2 separate regions of the Capra hircus genome follow, and region 2 is linked to region 1. A link is a contact called in public Hi-C data. All regions are on one chromosome and are shown on one strand. Each heading gives the region's core, a stretch centred on a gene start, on an enhancer-like site or on the middle of the called end of the contact. The rest is flanking DNA. Distances are from core to core; before and after follow the strand shown.

The links. Hi-C and Micro-C count contacts between places; a contact is called where the count stands out from the background.
Region 2: a Hi-C map of liver shows a contact between it and region 1, with 5 times the contacts expected there. The contact joins two enhancer-like sites. A contact is called at or near these places in 3 of 5 Hi-C or Micro-C datasets (blood and liver).

The regions. Positions count from the first base shown.
Region 1 is chr11:9,617,293-9,623,170 of ARS1.2, forward strand. HK2 (hexokinase-2) reads right to left here. Exons shown (of 18, transcript XM_018054976.1): 5 at 5,280-5,375; 6 at 4,413-4,512; 7 at 3,891-4,074; 8 at 1,251-1,406. Among named protein-coding and RNA genes, the nearest start is that of POLE4, 46 kb to the left of the region's middle. Within about 2 kb of position 2,064, at least 2 of the 5 cell types and tissues checked have an H3K27ac peak or open chromatin away from gene starts, as enhancers often do.
Region 2 is chr11:9,812,605-9,818,556 of ARS1.2, forward strand. No RefSeq gene overlaps it. Among named protein-coding and RNA genes, the nearest start is that of SEMA4F, 31 kb to the right of the region's middle. Within about 2 kb of position 3,072, at least 1 of the 5 cell types and tissues checked has an H3K27ac peak or open chromatin away from gene starts, as enhancers often do.

The sequences.
Region 1 (5,878 bases), core at 814-3,313:
ACTTCTATGCAGAGTACATTATGTGAAATGCCAGGCTGGATGAATCACAAGCTGAAGTCAAGATTGCTGGGAGAAATATCGATAACCTCAGATATGCAGATGGTCCCATCCTAATGGCAGAGAGCAAAGAGGAACTAAAGAGCCTCTTGATGAAGGTGAAAGAGGAGAGTGGAAAAGCTGGCTTAAAACTCAACGTTCAAACAACAAAGATCATAACATCCAGTCCCATCATTTCATGGCAAATAGATGGGCAAAGAAATGAAAACAGTGGCAGATTTTATTTTCTTGTGCTCCAAAATCACTGCAGATGGTGACCGCAGCCATCAAATTGAAAGACACTTGCTCCTTGGTAGAAAAACTATCACAAACCCAGACAGCCTATTAAAAGCAGAAATATGACTTTGCAGACAAAGGTCCATATAATCAAACCTATGGTTTTTCCAGTAGTCATGTATAGATGTGACAGTTGGATCATAAAGAAGGCTGAGTGCTGAAGAATTGATGCTTTCAAATTGTGGTGCTGGATAAGACTCTTCAGAGTTCCTTGGATTGCAAGATCAAACCAGTCGATCCTAAAGGAAATCAGTCCTGAATAGTCATTGGAAGGACTGATGCTGAAGCTCCAATACTTTGGCCACCTGATGTGAAGAGTCAATTCATGGGAAAAGCCCCTGATTCTGAGAAAGACTGAGGGCAGGAGAGGAAGGGGGCATCAGCGGATGAGAAGGTTGGATGGCATCACTGAATCAATGGACATGAGTTTGAGCAAACTCCAGGAGATAGTGAAAGACGGGGAAGTCTGCATGCTGTAGTCCATGGAGTCGCAGAGGGTCAGACACCACTTAGCGACTAAACAACAAAAGGGAATGAAATGCCAGGGCTTCAGGAAAAGAGAAGTAGATGAAAATGAATCATTGAAGGGTCCACAGGGAGCCTCTAGCATAAAGCTGAGGTCCCTGTGCCAGGCAGGAACTCGACTGCAAAAGTGAAAGTCCTTGCATGGGGGCCAGCTCTCCCCAGCACCATGAGTCACTCTGGTCGTCGGCACATTCAAAACAGACACAAGGGGAAAATATCTGGCAAGTGACATCAAGCCATAGGCCTGCCATGTGAGGCCAAGGCCTCACGCTGGGTGAGACCCTCCTGCTGTCCACATCTGAAGGGTCAACAGCCTGAGCTTCTTCCTCATTCCCCAGCCATCTGTCCACCCTTCTGAGGTCCCAGCAAACAGAGAAGGACCCAAAGCTTACCCTTCAATATCTGAAACATCTTTGGTCTCAAAATGGCCTGTGGCAAGAAGTTCAGGGCTGAGCTTCCCCCCAAAGAGCAGCTCCTCCTTGGCCATCTTCACCAGGATAAGCCTCACCAGTTCCCCCATGTACATTCCACTGATCATCTTCTCAAATCTGCAGAGAGAGATACAGCAAAAAAATGAGTCTCTGCTGCCAGTAAATTCGACACGTCCTTGTGGAAGCGGCATGCACACACGGCGCCTATGCAGAACAAAGTGCAAACTTGTGTGGCACTGACTAGGAGGGAGATGTGTAGAGAAGTGACAGCTGGGCACAAATGGGCTTGGAGGCACTGGGAGCTTAGGCTGTCTCTGCAGGCAGGTGGGCCTCGAACTATGGAGAAGGAGGGTCCTTTAGCAGCCAAATCAAACATCCAGGGAGTGTGGGACACTCTACCAAAGCTTGAATTTAATAAACTTTTTCTCTGGCAAGGAAATGCTCTTTTAAAATGAATTCTTATGCAAAACTTCAGTATTTATCTCAAGCAAAAAAAAAAAAAACCCACAGGTCACTCTAATTAAATTTGGGAGCACAGGGCTAGCAACTCATCACCTCAAACTTCCTTCCCCTTGCAGGCCATTTGTGGCTTCCTGAGAAAACAGAACAACGTGGGATGGAAGGGGGATTGGGCAAGAATAGGGTCAAATGAGAAGGAGCTCTTAAGTGTCACATGGTTTGGGGAATCTGGAAGTGAGACATGTTGGCAGTTTCTGAGCAGGAAGGTGACAAGATAGCGGAGAGGGAAGTAGGGTAATTTATTTTTTCAACACTAGGTGACACTGTTTTCTTTATAAGACAGTCTTTCTGGCTTAGATATATGACAGTCGAAACCAAGCCCTTGCAATTCTTTCTAGCCAAAAAAATGAAAAAAAAAAAAGGTCCTTTCATGGTATCTTGGAAAGGATCTAGGTCCCACACAGGGCCTTCAGAGAAGGCCCAGAGCAGGGTGTGGAAGAAATTCCGAAGTCACCTGGTGCAAACTACAAGAGAAGAAGCCGGGCCCTCAGGAAGTGACTTGCCCAAGACCCAAAAACAGGTATGGCAGAACTAGAGCTGAGTGGAGAGCTGGCAAAGCTGCTTGAGCAGGAGGTATGTTGGAAATGTTTAAGCACCAGCACACGCACGCTGCCGGAGAGGCAGCCCAGCTTCGGCAGCAAGGAACTCATGTGTCTACTTCTATACCTTCTCCAACGTAGCTGGTTCTGTGAGAGATAATGGAGGGGGCCAGTGGGGCTCTGAAGTGTGAGTGGTAAAGGTTTTTATCTCAGGTTTTAAAAGCACTTTGTTTCAGTGTTTGGAACATGTTTATTTAGAAACATAACGAGTGAGGAAAAAGTTGGTATTCAAGCCCAGCAATAACTGCAGGGACAGCTGATGCACTGGCAATATGGCCTCCCAGCCTTTTTCGTTTGTTTGTTTGTTGAGCAGTTTTTTTAGTCCATGAATTTCTCACCAGCCGTGGCAGACACAGCCAGTACTCTATGAATGGACTCACTCACTTTTCAACATGTGAGAGAAGCTTGTGACTTAAATAAGCTGTGCTTTGAGGAAGCAAGGACACCTCCCTGTAGAACGAAAGATTCTCCTATAAAGCTGGTTTATAAGGTTGGATTTTCCTCTCCAAGCAGGGGTAAGTACCAGATTTCCTACATCAGTCACAGCACCAATAAGACCATAGAGGGCCTAGGAATTCCCTGGCAGTACAGTTGTTGGGACTCCGAGCATTCTGGGCTGAGGGCCCTGGTTCAGTCCCTGGCCAGGGAACTAAGATCCCACAAAAAAAGGGCCAGAGAGGACTTAATTGCTCAAAATGTTTTGTAATTGCCTTTAGAGCTTGTGGCAATCCCTGTTTCAAGATCTTTAATAAGGACATTAGGCAAATGTTTGTGAGATTGAAATAATGTTTTGTAAGAGTCAGAAGTAACCAAAATCTAAGTCTGACCAGATTGGAGAACATAACATCCAGGGGCTGTTAAAAAAGTTAGAGCCCCTCCTCCAGTCCACTCAAGGACCCTGGTTGGCCCACAGGTCCAGAGAAGGCAGCCAAAGGGGCTCCTTAACCAACTTTTCTACAGGCCTGAGTCTGCCTACAGCTATAGCAAGAGGCCCTGGGACTCTTGCAACTCAGCCTAGCTCATAATAGGCAGCAATTAGGAGCCAACTCTCAGCCTCATGCCCTGGGCAGTGACAGAGGTGGAAGCTATGAAATGAGGTTTCAGAGCCCTTATCTTTGCTATCTCAACATGGCTTTTCTTATGCGGTGCACAAATGGTTTCTGTGGACTACGTACAGACTGAAGGCAGAGAGAAAGAGCAGGGCAGCATGCTTAGAATACGATCTTCTAAAATGACCACTCTTGAGAGTCAAATTAGTAGCCATAATCTGGTTTTTCCACTTGTTCTATCGTTTGCAGACAGCTCTCAGCAACTGACAGTCACAGTATATGTAATAAGCACATTTCCATAAGCAGTGGGTGCCCTGGTAACTTTAGTGGCTATATGTGAAGTAAAAATAAGAACCACCCCCTCGCCCTGGCCAGCTGCCACCTCAGCTCCTGAGTCCAACCCTTGAGCCCACTGCACACAGGGGGCCGCTCACAGTTGCTTCCCGGGGTTCAGAGAGCCCATGTCGATCTCCTGGTCAAACTCCGTACGGATGTCATCAAGCGCGCCGTCATCCCCAAAGGCCCCCCACTCCATATTGATACACATCCGGCCCTCATCGCCTTCCACTGTGTCAATGTGGCGCATCTCTTCCATGTAGCAAGCGTTGCTGCCCGTGCCTGCACAAAACAAGAGAATGCTCAGCACCCGCTCACACTGTCCTCCCCCAGCCCCCAGCCCCCATCTCCCTCTTAAAACTCTGTCCTCAGACCGCTCAGTGTGAATGGGATTCCTCCCTGGAGGCTCCTGGGGCATCTCGACATACTACCCACTACCACCCACAACTCCTCAAGTCCAGGCTTAGCCCTCAAAAGTGACCACACCATTATCTTCTAACAGGAAGGACAAAGGAAGATCCAGGCCATGGACTCCTCCTCTCTTTGCAGCCCACACCCGCCATCCATTGGCCAGCACTGTGTTCACACACCCACAATGCTCACACGCAGTGTTCACGTACCCACAATGAGACCAATCTCACAGTTCTGGTCATCATAGCCACAGGTCATCATGGTCCCAACGGTATCATTCACTACAGCCACAATATCAATATCAAAGTCCTGCAGGGATAAAAGGGGGACTCTAACTTTCACTGTCACAGAAAGACTACAGATGTGAAGAGAAAGAGTAATAAGACACACGGCTCAAGTGCAGGGCTAGAGCTGGAAGTTGGGTCCAGATCCAGTCTAACGACAGCATCTCACTTCCCACCCCACTGGTCTTCATCACAGAGGACTTCCCTCACAGCAGGCCTGCAGTCTAGTTCGCATTACTACGCGAAGAAGAGCCTGTCTTGTTATCATTGTCTTCTTCTCATTCTCTTTCTTCTTTCCTTTCTCTATCTCTCCCTCCCTCCCAGTAGGTCTTGCCCTTCTGTGACTAGACCTTTATCATGTCCTTTCTCTGCCCTATTCCACCCTGATGCCAACATAAATCCCAAACTTCTTATTTGAAAATGAGGGTTTGCTTTCACCAAGGCTAAGATTAGTTGCCTATCATGCTAACCTAAAGACCCCAAAGGCATCTGATCATATATCAGATCACTGGTGTGCTAATTGTCACTCAATATATAGACGTGTCACTGTGCAGCATACCTTAAACTTACGCTTTATTGGGAGCTAACTCTCAATAAAATTGAGAAAAAAAGTAACCCAAAGATTTTGGGGTGACATAACAGAGAAGAAAAGAAAACCTCTCCTTAAGACCCACAAAAAATGCTCATGCCAGTTTGAGGACAGACAAGGCAAGACTTCTGAGTGGACTCAAAAGAATGCAAAGGGCCTCCAGACCCCAAGCCCCGGGATCTCGCTCTGCTGCCCCTACTCACCCCTCTCCTCTGGATGGCCTTCCGGATCAGAGTAACCACATCTTTCCCTTCCACACCACTGGACTTGAACCCCTTGGTCCATGAGACCAGGAAACTCTGGAAAAGCACCAAGAAATATTGATTTCCCACAGAACTCAGTCCGTACTCCTCATCATTAGGAGACCTCTGCCATGGGGCTAAACTAAAGTCATGACTGAATTCATACAGGTCTTCCTATTAGCCTACGAAGGAGAAACTATGTTAGAGACCAAGTAAGGAGGTTAAATGCATGATTTACTATCCCCAAGAAGCAGGCTGTAGAACTGCCAGAATAAGATTCTTGTATCCTAACATTGCAAACTTTCAAGGATGTTTATTATGACACTTTAGAACAAAGGAGTCCCTGACTAATTTCTCACTCTCGTTTCCCTAAGAGGGGTAAGAATAATGTGCAATGTATGTCGGCCTGCATTTAGTCATCTGAGGGGACAGGGATTAAGACTCCCTACTTCTCCAATACCTCTTTACCATCCCTCTCACATACACCTACACACTCCTAGAAGGACAGATCTCCCAATACTCAAACATTGTCCATGCAATCCATCAGAGCAAGCTCCATC
Region 2 (5,952 bases), core at 1,822-4,321, 200 kb after region 1:
TTCCCCTTCCCAGGCTGCAAAATCACGAAGACAGGATTCATTCCAAGAAACCAAGGTATTCTCAGCACTAGGACATTAGCAGGCTAAAGGGGAAAATCTGTACCATGTTAATGGATGATGGAAAGGTATTTGACCCCATTCAACATCCATCGTGATTCTCCTAAAAGAAAAATATACAACCCTGTTAGTGTTTGAGATATAGGAGACTCCCTTAATACTATAAATGTATTAGAAACCAACAAAAAAAGTGAAAAAAAATGGTGAATTCTTAAAGGCACTGCTATTAAAATCAGATTCAGGTCAAGAATGAGCTGTATCTGGGCTTGTTTTGGAAGTTGTAGTCAATGTGCTGAAATAATAAATTTATCATTATTCTAAGAAGATATGATGTTAATCAATAGAGGGCTCATTAAAAAAAGAAATATCAAGCAAAAGAATCTTATGCAGCTATTAAAATAATGGTGTAGAACTACATATGTTATTGTGGAAAAGTGTCCAAGATATACTATCAAGTGGAAGAAACAAGATACAAAAAGCATTATCATATGATTTCATTAAATCTATATTTATATACTTACGTTGAATATATATACATATTGAAGTGAAAGTTGCTCAGTCGTGTCTGACTCTTTGCGACCCCATGGACTATACAGTCCATGGAATTTTCCAGGCCAGAATACTGGAGTGGGTAGCCCGTCCCTTATCCAGGGGATCTTCCCAATCCAGGGATCGAACCCAGGTCTCCCACCGTGCAGGTGGATTCTTTACTAGCTGAGCCACAAGGGAAGCCCATATATATTGAATATATATATATATATAGAGAGAGAGAGAGAAAGAGAGAGAGAAGACTGAAAGGAAATTTACCAAAACATATTTAGAGATAATATTTCTGGCAAGATACAGTGGGATTCCAGGTGATACTTATTTTTTATACTTTTCTGTATTTTCTGAATGTTTTATACTGTAATAAGCATATTTGTATAATGGGGAAAAAAACAATGAATCTCATTTACCCACAAACACATGCACATTGGGCATGCATGAAAAATTCATTTCAAAGGATGAGCTGTTTTTTTCCTAAAGTGATTAGTGTTTGTGACCTAAGGCCACTTCCCTACTTACCAAAATTGGTCTGTTCTGCCTGGTCCCTTCCCCCTGGAGAGGCCCAGATCCATGGGTTCCAGAAAGACCTAGCCCTGGGCCTGATTCCCCAAGTGGCTATGGCCCATGGTGTCAGCACCTGCCCATAGTCCTGCCCCATCTAATCTATTTGCAAAGAATTTCCAACCCTCTAAGGCTGCCCACCTTGCCCAAAGTTGAGAGGACTCTTCCTTGCAGTCATCCAGCAGAAGTCTTTGCCTCATCAGTAGGTGGATTTGGAAACCATTCTGGCAGTGGCATATACCGGGCTTCTTTGCCCCACTTCTGGGCTGAAGGTCATGGGCAGAGCATGCCAGGTCCAGTAACCTCATCCTAGGTTTCTTGGAGACCTTAAGTGTTCCCCACCTGTGCCCCAGCCAGGTACCTCAGATAGTCGGTTGGGTCCCTCCTGCTACCTCATTCCTAGTGGCCACAATTTTGTGTCTGAACTCTGCATCTGCCACTGCCCACCTCATCGTACATAGACATTGTCTGGCATATGTGGTTCATCCAGTCCTCCATTCTGCACCCTGGAGGTTGTAAGAAGGCCCCTAGTGGGTCTCAGTGCTTGCTAGGAAGAGGACTGGATCATCTGCAACTCCCTGTTTCAACCTGAGTCGTAATCTAGCAGCCCCTCCCCTCAGCCTCTTCTACCTTTTACTCACCCCATACTCCACCAGCTTTCCTCCTGGTCCAGAACCCACCAGGCCATCAGAGGTTGTCAGGCCAGCTCTATAAGGCTAGATATCCTCACCCCAGACTGGAGCACACCCTTCAAATCGCTACAGCATTGAAGTGAAAGAGCAAGTCCTAGGGTAACTCAGTAGACTGAAATCAAGACTGGTGTTGATTATTGGGATTTTTGAAAAACTTGGCATAGTCAACCCGCATCTCTCCAGAACCAAGTCCCTATCAGTTTGACCCAGTAAGTAACACACAAATTCAAATGCCTTCAAATAGATTCGCTTTGAACTTGCTAACTTCATAGTCATTTCTACCTAACCTGGGTATTTGATTTATAATTCCATAACACTTGAGGTAAAGCAAACTAGAAAAGGGGAAAATAGCAACTACAAGGCAGGCATCAGGAAGTGATAACCCAAGAAGAACTGCATGTGAGGTTTGGGAAAATGTAGACCCTCAGAAGGAAAAAGCAAGAACTCTATGTATCAGATATTACCACAAAGCACAATAATGGATGTTTACAGTGTAACTCGTAGCCCACACAAACATGAGTTACATTCAGCATGCTCCCCAAGGATGCCTGCTGCTGCTGCTCCTGCTGCTGCTAAGTCGTTTCAGTAGTGTCCGACTCTTTGTGACCCCATAGCCTACCAGGTGCTTACAAAGAAGTCGCAGACTACTAAAGGCTGCCTACTTGCCCAAATTTCAGGGCTCCGCTTTGCAGTAAATCCATCAGGAGCTTTTACACAACCACACTGCACAAGCAACATGGGTCAGTTCTCATCATCCGGATGTCAGTTCTTGGAAACTGATTTGAATGTACTTTTACTATTGATACTTCAATATACTGATATATTTAAAGCACAAATAGTGCTGTTTTGCTATACATGTGCAAGTTTCTAGAACTAGCCAATGGAGGGGAAAGAAACCTGAACCAATGAACTGTTGATGACTTAAGTTTCCTGGTTAACTTCAGTTTCCTCCTCTGTACACTGGAGTATATACTACCTGCCTGCAGTACTTCAAATGATTCCTGTAAAGATAGGATGTATATGTGAAAAGCAATAAAGAGTATGTTTTACTACAGTAATTTCTCTTACCGAGACTGAGTCATGGAATAAAATGAGGAGAGGAAGGAAAATTACAAGTACATAGTACTCAGAGTTAGAGATTAGCTATATCTGGCAGATAGATAATTGGTTTACAATGAGCACTGCTCAAAGAGGACTTCGTTAACAATATGCAGCTCTCTGGGAAATAGCGGCACCTACTGTACTTTGTCTGGTACTGCAACTGATTTGGAATACGGAAAGCCTTCAAACAGGCGCAAAATACCATTGCACAAATTAATTTTTTTCATAGCAACACTATTTATAATAACCAAGACATGGAAGTAACCCAAGTGTCCATCGATATATGAATGGATAAAGAAGATGTGGCATTTATAATACTATTCAGCCATAAAAAAGAACAAAATAACGCCATTTGCAGCAACATGGATGGACCCAGAAATTACTGTTTTAAGTGAAGTCAGTCATACAGATAAAGACAAATATCATATGATATCACTTATATGTGGAAACTAAAAAATATATATAAATAAACTTATTTGCAAAACAGAAATAGACTCACAGACATAGAAAACAAATTTTTGTTACCAAAGGGGATAGTGGGTAGGGAGTGGTAGATTAGGAATTTGGGATTAACCTATACACACTACTATATATAAAACAGATAAATAACAAGGATTTACTGTATAGCACAGGAAACCATATTCTATATCTTGTAATAAACTATAATGGAAAAGAATTGAAATATATATAGCGAAGTCGCTCAGTCGTGTTCGACTCTTTGTGACCCCATGGACTGTAGCTTACCAGGCTCCTCTGTCCATGAGATTTTCCAGGCAATAGTCCTGGAGTGGATTGCCATTTCCTTCTCCAGGGGATCTTCCCAACCCAGGGATGGAACCCGGGTCTCCCGCATGGTAGACAGACGCTTTTACCATCTGCGCCACCAGGGAAGTCTGAAAAATATATATACATACATGTATATGCATAATTGAATCACTTTTTTGTACTTAAAACTAACACAACATTGCAAATCAATTAGCTATTATTAAATTTTTAATTATTTGAACAATTTTAAAGAGCCACATAGTATTTTCCTTAGAAGAAAATCACAATTTTCTTCCATTTAAAAGTAACTTCTATTGTTTTTCACTCGAATGTAATGTATATTAATTGTAGAAAATTTTAAAAAGAAAATATAGTCCAATAACATCATCAACACTTAATACTTCATTTAGAGCCACTGCCACGACCACCATCATTCTCTCCTCATTCTTCTCTTTCTTCTTTCCTTTCTTCTCTTTTCTTCTCCTCTCCTCTCAAAAAAAAAAAAAAAAAAAAAAAGTAAAGTAAAATCCCTCACCAGGTTTTGTAAAATCTCTCACCATTAACAACAGCTTGGTATGTATTATTCTACATATTTCTGTAACAATGGCAGTATATATCTATTACAAACAATAATGGACTGGACCGTTTGCCCTTGACCTCCAGCCAGAGATTACCAGGAACACGGTGGTAGTTGGGTTTATCACTCTAGAGAGGGAGAGAATACACGGCATGGGCAACTATGGGGCGTCTCAGTAACAGGCTGTCAGGAGGAACTTACTCACACTTGTGTTGGGGGCTTGCAGGAGGGTTTAAGGACACAGGGCTTTGCTCTAGATTGGGTGTTGCCAGAAGCAACATAATTCTCTGCTGTTACTGTTGTTCAGTTGTTCAGTTGCTCAGTTGTGTCCGACTCTTTGCGACCCCATGGACTGCAGCACTTCCCGCAGGCTTCCCTGTCCTTCACCATCTCCCAGAGTTTACTCTAACTCATGTCCCTTGAGTCGGTGATACCATCCAACCATCTCACCCTCTGTTGTCCCCTTCTCCTCCTGCCTTCAATCTTTCCCAGAATCACAGTCTTTTCTAATGAGTCGGCTCTTGGCATCAGGTGGCCAAAGTATTGGAGCTTCAGCTTCAGCATCAGTCCTTCCAATGAATATTCAGGATTGATTTCCTTTAGGATTATCTGGTTTGATCTCCTTTCAGTCCAAGAGACTCTCAAGAGTCTTCTCCAACACCACAGTTTAAAAGCATCAATTCTTTGGCACTCAGCTTTCTTCATAGTCCAACTCTCACATCCATACATGACCACTGGAAAAACCATAGCCTTGACTAGACGGAACTTTGTCGGCAAAGTAACATCTCTGCTTTTATGTCTGTGTCCACATTATGTCTTTATGTCTTCTTTATGTCTGTGTCTACTTTGCTGCTCTGCAAGTAGGATCAATATCATCTTTCTAAATTCCATATATATGCATTAATATACAGAATTTGTCTTTCTCTTTCTGACTCACTTCACTCTGTATAAGCTCTAGATTCATCCACCTCGTTAGAACTGACTCAAACATGTTCCTTTTTATAGCTGAGTAATATTTCATTGCATCCATAACTTCATTATCCATTCATCTGCCAATGGACATCTAGGTTGCTTCCATGTCCTAACTATTGTAAACAGTGCTACAAATGAACACTGGGTACATGTGTCTCTTTCATTTCTGGTTTCCTCAAGGTATATGCCCAGCAGTGGAATTGCTGGGTCATATGGCAGTCCTATCCCCAGGACTTTAAGGAATCTTCAGACTGTTCTCCATAGTGGCTGTACCAATTTACACTCTACCGACGGTGTAAGAGGGTTCCCTTTTTCCATACCCTCTCCAGCATTTATCATTTGTAGACATTTTGATGGTGGCCATTCTGACCATGTGAGATGATGCCTCATTGTGGTTTTGATTTGCATTTCTCTAATAATGAGTGATGTTGAGCATCTTTTCATGTGTTTATTAGCCATCTGGATGTCTTTATTGGAGAAATGTCTGTTTAGGTCCTTTGCCCACTTTTTGATTGAGTTTTTCACTTTTCTGGTATTGAGCTGCATGAGCTGCTTATATATTTTGGAGGGTAATTCTTTGTCAGTTTTTTCATTTACTGTTATTTTCTCTCATTCTGAGGGCTGTCTTTTCACCTTGCTTATTGTTTCCTTCATTGTGGACACCAGCATTCCACTTGCTCT